Regions from separate parts of the Oryctolagus cuniculus genome. Here region 1 is linked to region 2. Evidence: chromatin contacts called from public Hi-C data. All regions are on one chromosome and are shown on one strand. Each heading gives the region's core, a stretch centred on a gene start, on an enhancer-like site or on the middle of the called end of the contact. The rest is flanking DNA. Distances are from core to core; before and after follow the strand shown.

The links. A called contact is a pair of places that touch in the nucleus more often than the background predicts.
Region 1: a contact with region 2 is called in a Hi-C map of embryonic fibroblasts, with 5 times the contacts expected there. The contact joins the promoter of LIX1 here to the enhancer-like site in region 2. A contact is called at or near these places in 2 of 6 Hi-C or Micro-C datasets (embryonic fibroblasts and skin fibroblasts).

What each region holds. Positions count from the first base shown.
Region 1 is chr14:19,809,661-19,812,639 of mOryCun1.1, forward strand. LIX1 (limb and CNS expressed 1) reads right to left here and starts at 1,308. Exons shown (of 6, transcript XM_002713928.5): 1 at 1-1,308. All of the region lies in intron 10 of RIOK2 (RIO kinase 2), which reads right to left.
Region 2 is chr14:19,257,982-19,260,918 of mOryCun1.1, forward strand. No RefSeq gene overlaps it. Among named protein-coding and RNA genes, the nearest start is that of CAST, 100 kb to the right of the region's middle. Within about 2 kb of position 1,665, at least 1 of the 8 cell types and tissues checked has an H3K27ac peak or open chromatin away from gene starts, as enhancers often do.

The sequences.
Region 1 (2,979 bases), core at 58-2,557, 550 kb after region 2:
TGCCCCATTATGCTTCACATTAGAGTTCAGGAACAGCTCTTCTGGAAGCCACGGGTGAGCTCCCACCCCTCTTCCCCACATTACAGTCGCTTCTGATGAACTCTGGCAAGCACGACCTGCGAGACTGTCTCACAGCCTGCCTGGGAACACTTGTTTCCCTGTTTTGCCCTTCAAAGCAAATCATCTCCAAGGTTGACTTTAATTAATTCTGATATCATTCACTTCCTTTTACTTCATGATAATTCTTTCTAAAAATTTCAGTAGAAGCAAAAAAAAAAATCTACTTTTCCAAAGATTATAAGTAGCTATTAAAAGATCTTAAGAAAACAGAGCTGCTTTTTCTACCAGTGTTGGCCACCACCCATTACGATTTGCTAAATGCTCTTCCTACAGGAGACACAAATAGAAGTCACATGATTGCACTGCAATAAAAGCTACAGCAAATACAAAATAACTCATTTTAAAGGCTGTAACCTGTGGTAGTTGTTGGAGGGTTGTTGAGGAATTCTTTATTTAAATTTTTTTCCCAGGGTAGACATAAGAAATTGCTTTCCAACTTTCAGATTCCATAATTATGCTGTGTTTTATGAAGAACTGAAACCAATCCTTTAAATAAAGACTATATAAAAATGCCTTCCATGTGATCAGTTTCTTCAGCTATTTGGTAGAAGTCTGGGCCTAATAAAAAGAAGGTGGAAGAATGGGGCTATCATGATTTTCACATAGCAAATGCTCATAGGGAATGTATGTCACACAAAATACACAAGCATGGGGCTGCCCCAGACCACAAAGACATCTATCTATCTGTTGATCGACTGATGGATGTATCTGTCCATCCATCCATCCATCCATCATCATTATCATCTATCTATAAATGGATATAATCTAGAAAGAACTGGAAAGAAGTAGCACTTCATGCTGAGATACTTGCTTAGGGTTCCACAGTGCACTCTACATGGGCTGTACCAAAAGTGAACATGGTCAAGATCCTTGCCATCCAGGAGTTTATAGTTTAAAATGCAAACTATGGTTTGTAGACAAAAACTCTAATTCTTGGACACAAAATATGAGTGAATGTAAATACTTTCAGTGTGATACTGAATTGGAAACCAATATATTTAATGTTTTTGTTAAAGAAGCAGGAGAAATGGCCGGTGGCACCGTGGCTCACTAGGCTAATCCTCCACCTGGGGCGCCGGCACCCTGGGTTCTAGTTCCGGTTGGGGCACCGGATTCTGTCCCAGTTGCTCCTCTTCCAGTCCAGCTCTCTGCTGTGGCCCGGGAAGGCAGTGGAGGATGGCCCAAGTGCTTGGGCCCTGCACCCGCATGGGAGACCAGGAGGAAGCACCTGGCTACTGGCTTCGGATCAGCGCAGCGCACCGGCTGCAGCGGCCATTTGGGGGATGAACCAATGGAAGGAAGACCTTTCTCTCTGTCTCTCTGTCTCTCTCTCTCATTGTCTAACTCTGCCTGTCAAAACAACAACAACAACAAAAAAAACAAAACAAACAAAAAAAAGAAATGAATGATGCTTGGAATTCAATCAGTAAATGGGCATTTCTATGGGTGTAAGTTTAATTCCAGCAGTACTTAAAAATATTTTAGCGGCTGGCATAATGGATTAAGCTACTACCTGAGATGCTGGCATCCCATATATGTGCAGTTCAAGTCCTGGTTGCTCTACTTCCAATCCATCTCTTTGCTAACGTGCCTGGGAAAAGCAGCAGCAGCTGGTCCAAATACTTGGACCACTGCACCCACATAGGAGACCCAGAAGGAATTCCAGGCTCCTGGCTTTGACCTGGTCCAGCCCCAGCCACTGGCAGCCACTGGAGGAGTGAACCAGCAGATGGAAGATCTCTGTCTCTCTCTGAAACTTTGTCTTTCAAATAAATAAAAATCTTTAAAATATATGTATACATTATGTTATATATGTATTTATATATTATATATATATATATATATATATGTTGTACAATGTGGTGAGAGGAACACTGAATTTAGGATCAATAAGACCTAGGATTTGAATTTTGTTATCTGTATAACCTTGAGGAAGAAGCCACTTATCTTCTCTGGGCTCACAGTCCTCATCAACCAATTTATTAAGTTAAGCTGGATGCTCTCAATCAGTTCTAATATCTATGGTTCCATGACTACATCATAAATGGACACAAATATTAGAACAGATTGTCTAGTGTGGGGAGCAGCCCCGGACTGGACTGAGTTACTGGAATTAAGACTTATTCTATGCATCTGCTCTCCCACAATATGGTGCTGGGAGAGAAGTAAACAGCTTCCGCACAGCTGCCTCCAGTTCAACCAATAAACTGTAGGACTTGCTACTGATTGGAGGAGAGCAGCGTACTCGGCGTGTGGGCAGCCGAGTTGGGATTGGCGGAGGAGGACTATAAAGGAGGAGAGAGACGGCATTCACCAGGAACATCTAAGGGGAACATCTGAAGGAACACCTGTGCAGCCCCCGAGAGAGCAGGCCGGCGGTGTGCCGCTCCCCTGCGTAAGTGGGGAATGTGGCCAGGGGGAACTGCCCTTCCACGGAGGTGGAAGGGACAGTAGCCAACCCGGGAAGAACCAGCAGCAAACCCGGGGAGGGCCGAGCAGACGAAAGAACAGCGCAGGGTCCTGTGTCGTTCCTCCACGAAGAGGGGGAGCGACAGTCTAGTCTTCTGGAAAGCCCTATATTTATTTCCTCAAGGCTGGACTGGTCTTGACAAATCACTTCTATTTCAACCTCATATCCATTCATTGATCTGAAAGATACAAATCAATATGATCAACTCAAAGATACTCCCTGCTAAAGCTAACTACAAGGAAAGGTAAGACTTTCTTAAAGCTAATCTCCAACTTCCATAAGATTTTTTTTTAAAAGATTTATTTATTTGCAAGTTAGAGTTACATAGGGAGAGAAGGAGAGGCAGAGAGAGAGAGAGAGAGGTAGGTCTTCCATCCGCTGGTTCACTC
Region 2 (2,937 bases), core at 415-2,914:
GGCCGGTGTACCACGCTGATCCGAAGTCAGGAGCCAGGTGCTTCTCCTGGTCTACCACGCGGGTGCAGGGCCCAAGCACTTGGGCCATCCTCCACTGCACTCCCTGGCCACAGCAGAGAGCTGGCCTGGAAGAGGAGCAACTGGGACAGAATCCAGCTCCCCGACCGGAACTAGAACCTGGTGTGCCAGCGCCGCAGGCAGAGGATTAGCCTAGTGAGCCACAGCGCTGGCCAAAAAAATTATTTTTAATGGCAAAAAGGTATCCATTGTCTCTAAGGTTCCCATCCTGAGCTGGGTGAGGTGAAAACACTGCTCCATCAACTGAGAAGGAGAATGGCTTCCTTACACCTGGTTGCTTTCTGGTCACTCACGAGAGTAAGCCTGTGTGTATGCTGAGCGGCCTTGGCCTTGGCCTTCGGTGTTGCTCGCTGTCCCGGGGAAGTTCCACCTCCTCCTCTGCCCATACCCTGTGATAACAGTCTATCTGCTTGATGTAGTCAACGCTGGCTGCCACATTGCTTCAACCAGGATGGCAATGCCATCATGGAGAGCGAAACAGAAAGGAGCAATGTGGGCTGCCCACGACAGAGACTGGCACCAAGAGAGAGCTGGCCCTGCTGTGCCCCCTGGGCCTCAGGGTCCAGGCCAAGGAGCCTCAGAGGGGCCGGCTGGAGGAACGCCATCTCCTGAGCAAAGACTCAGGAGAGATCACCAGCGCACCTGTTACTAAACAGCTCCTGACTCAAGCATTTTCTGACAAAGAGGGGGGACAGAGAACAGGGGCCACAGTACTGGGACTCAAAGCCATGTACCCGGCCCACTGTCAGAGTTCACAGGCCAGCCTCAAGGTGTTAGATGATCTTCTGTGGCTCTAGAAAGCGTCCGTTGTAGCATGGAAGGGACACGCAGGGGACAGTGTCCTAGGCAGGTGCCTCTGATAACTCTGGCCCTATCTGTGAGTCCTGCGCAAGGGTCAGGGCTGGCAAGGAGCAGAGCAGGTGCTTTGCTGGCCTCTTTCATGGCCACCGTCCTCCTCTGGGCCTGCCACATTGATGCCTGAGCGGATTGTTTTGTGTTTCTCGTCACTTTCGATTCTCAGGTCAGTTCCATGGGGCAGGCAGAAGCATCCCCTTCACCCAGCAGAAGAGTGAACTGCAAGGTAAGGCGGTCAGACCACTCCTCCTAAGTCACGTGGCTGCCAACTGTGCTTTCGGGGTAGGAACCCACCCCCGAGGTCTTAGACCTTCAGCTGCAAGATGAGGACGCTTCAAAAAGTCCGTGGGAAAGGAGTTAAAATATATGCTTCTTTAGGGGTGGTGTTTAGCCTCGTGCTGAAGACACCACCCTTCGCCCCAGAGTTCCCGGAGTTCGATTCCTGTATCTGGCACCCGACTCCAGCTTCCTGCTGATGCAGACCCTAGGGGGCAGCTCTCACCCACGTTTGAGACCTGGATTCAGTTCTCTGCTCCCAGCTTTGGCCTGACTGAGAGGGGGTCATTTGCCAGCATGGGTGGGGGTAAATCAGCAGATGGGAACTCTCTCTCTCCTTTCAGATAAATAATTGAAGAAAAAAAAGAAAAGAAAGAAATGAGAAACCAGTCATAAGTGAGATAGACTGCTGGCCAAGAGAATGAGAAAGCCTTTGGCAATGGGCTCCTCTCTCTGGATCTGGTGACGCCAGGCTTCTCAGAACAGGGCGTGGCGCCCAGGACTGGAACTAAGGGCTGCGCTTCCCGGGAGCTGCCCTGACTGACCACACCTTCCTCGTAGCTCTTTACCTGCTCCTTTGGGCCACTAAGGCCAAGGCCACGGCTTGAATCACAGGCTAATGCCCTGGCACAGGTGGCTACTGTGAATCACCTTATAAAACAAAGACACCTTTCATTAAATATATGTATATGTATATATATATATATGTGTGTATATATATATTCCCAGTTAGATCCTATTCACTCTACCTAGTAGTTCTTGAATGTCTTTAGTCACAGGCTCCCCTGAGAATGTAGTAAAAGCTGAAGACCTTCTCCTTAGAAAAGTCCACACCCGCATACACAAGCAGGTGCACCATTTGGGGGAGGTCTGCACATCCCTTAAGTCTCATGGAGAAAGCCCCGACTGGGCACTCTCACACGTTGGCCATCGTGAAGTGCCTTACATTGGGAAGCACCGCAGACAGCATTCAGTACGGGAAAGCTAAGATAGGAAGAGACAGAGTGCAGCCACTCTACCCCCCCTTCAGTATGTATGTTTTGTATCTTTAAGCAGGCATCAGTATCAGTGCATTTAAAACACTGTGATGAAGCAGGGCAAGCTACTGCCTGCAACTCTGACATCCCACGTGAGTCCTGGATGCACCCCTTCTGATCCAGCTCCCTGCTAATGCAGTGGGAAAGTGGCAGAAAATGGTCCAACTGCCTAGGTCCCTGCCACCCACGTGGGAGATCTGGATGGAGTTCCAGGCTCCTGGCTTCAGCCTGGCCCAACTTGACCATTGCAGCCATTCGTGGGAGTAAACAAGCCAGTGGAAGTCTCTCTCTCTCTCTCTCTTTCTCCATGTCTCTCCCTCTGTCTCTGTAATTACGCCTTTCAAACAAATAAGTCTCTTTAAAAAATATGAAGTGTTGTACTAGGGAAATGTAAAGCTTGTTTTAGTGGTTTAAGCAGTTGTGTGTGGTGTATGGCAAAGGAGAAGAGTGTGGCAAGCGATTCAGCTGAAGGGCTCACATTTCCATAGCTGGACGACAACCAGGTCCAGCCACCAGGTCAGCCCCACGGAGGGCAGAAGCTCCTTTGGGCGGGGGAGTGAAGGCATCTGCAAGGGGACCGTAGCAAGGCCCGCCTCTGTGTAGGGGAGCAGATTTCCAGGTGAGGGCTCATGCCCAGCCCCTATCCCTCCCCTCTCCTCCCCTCCACCCTCTAGGGCAGCAGATGTGTGGA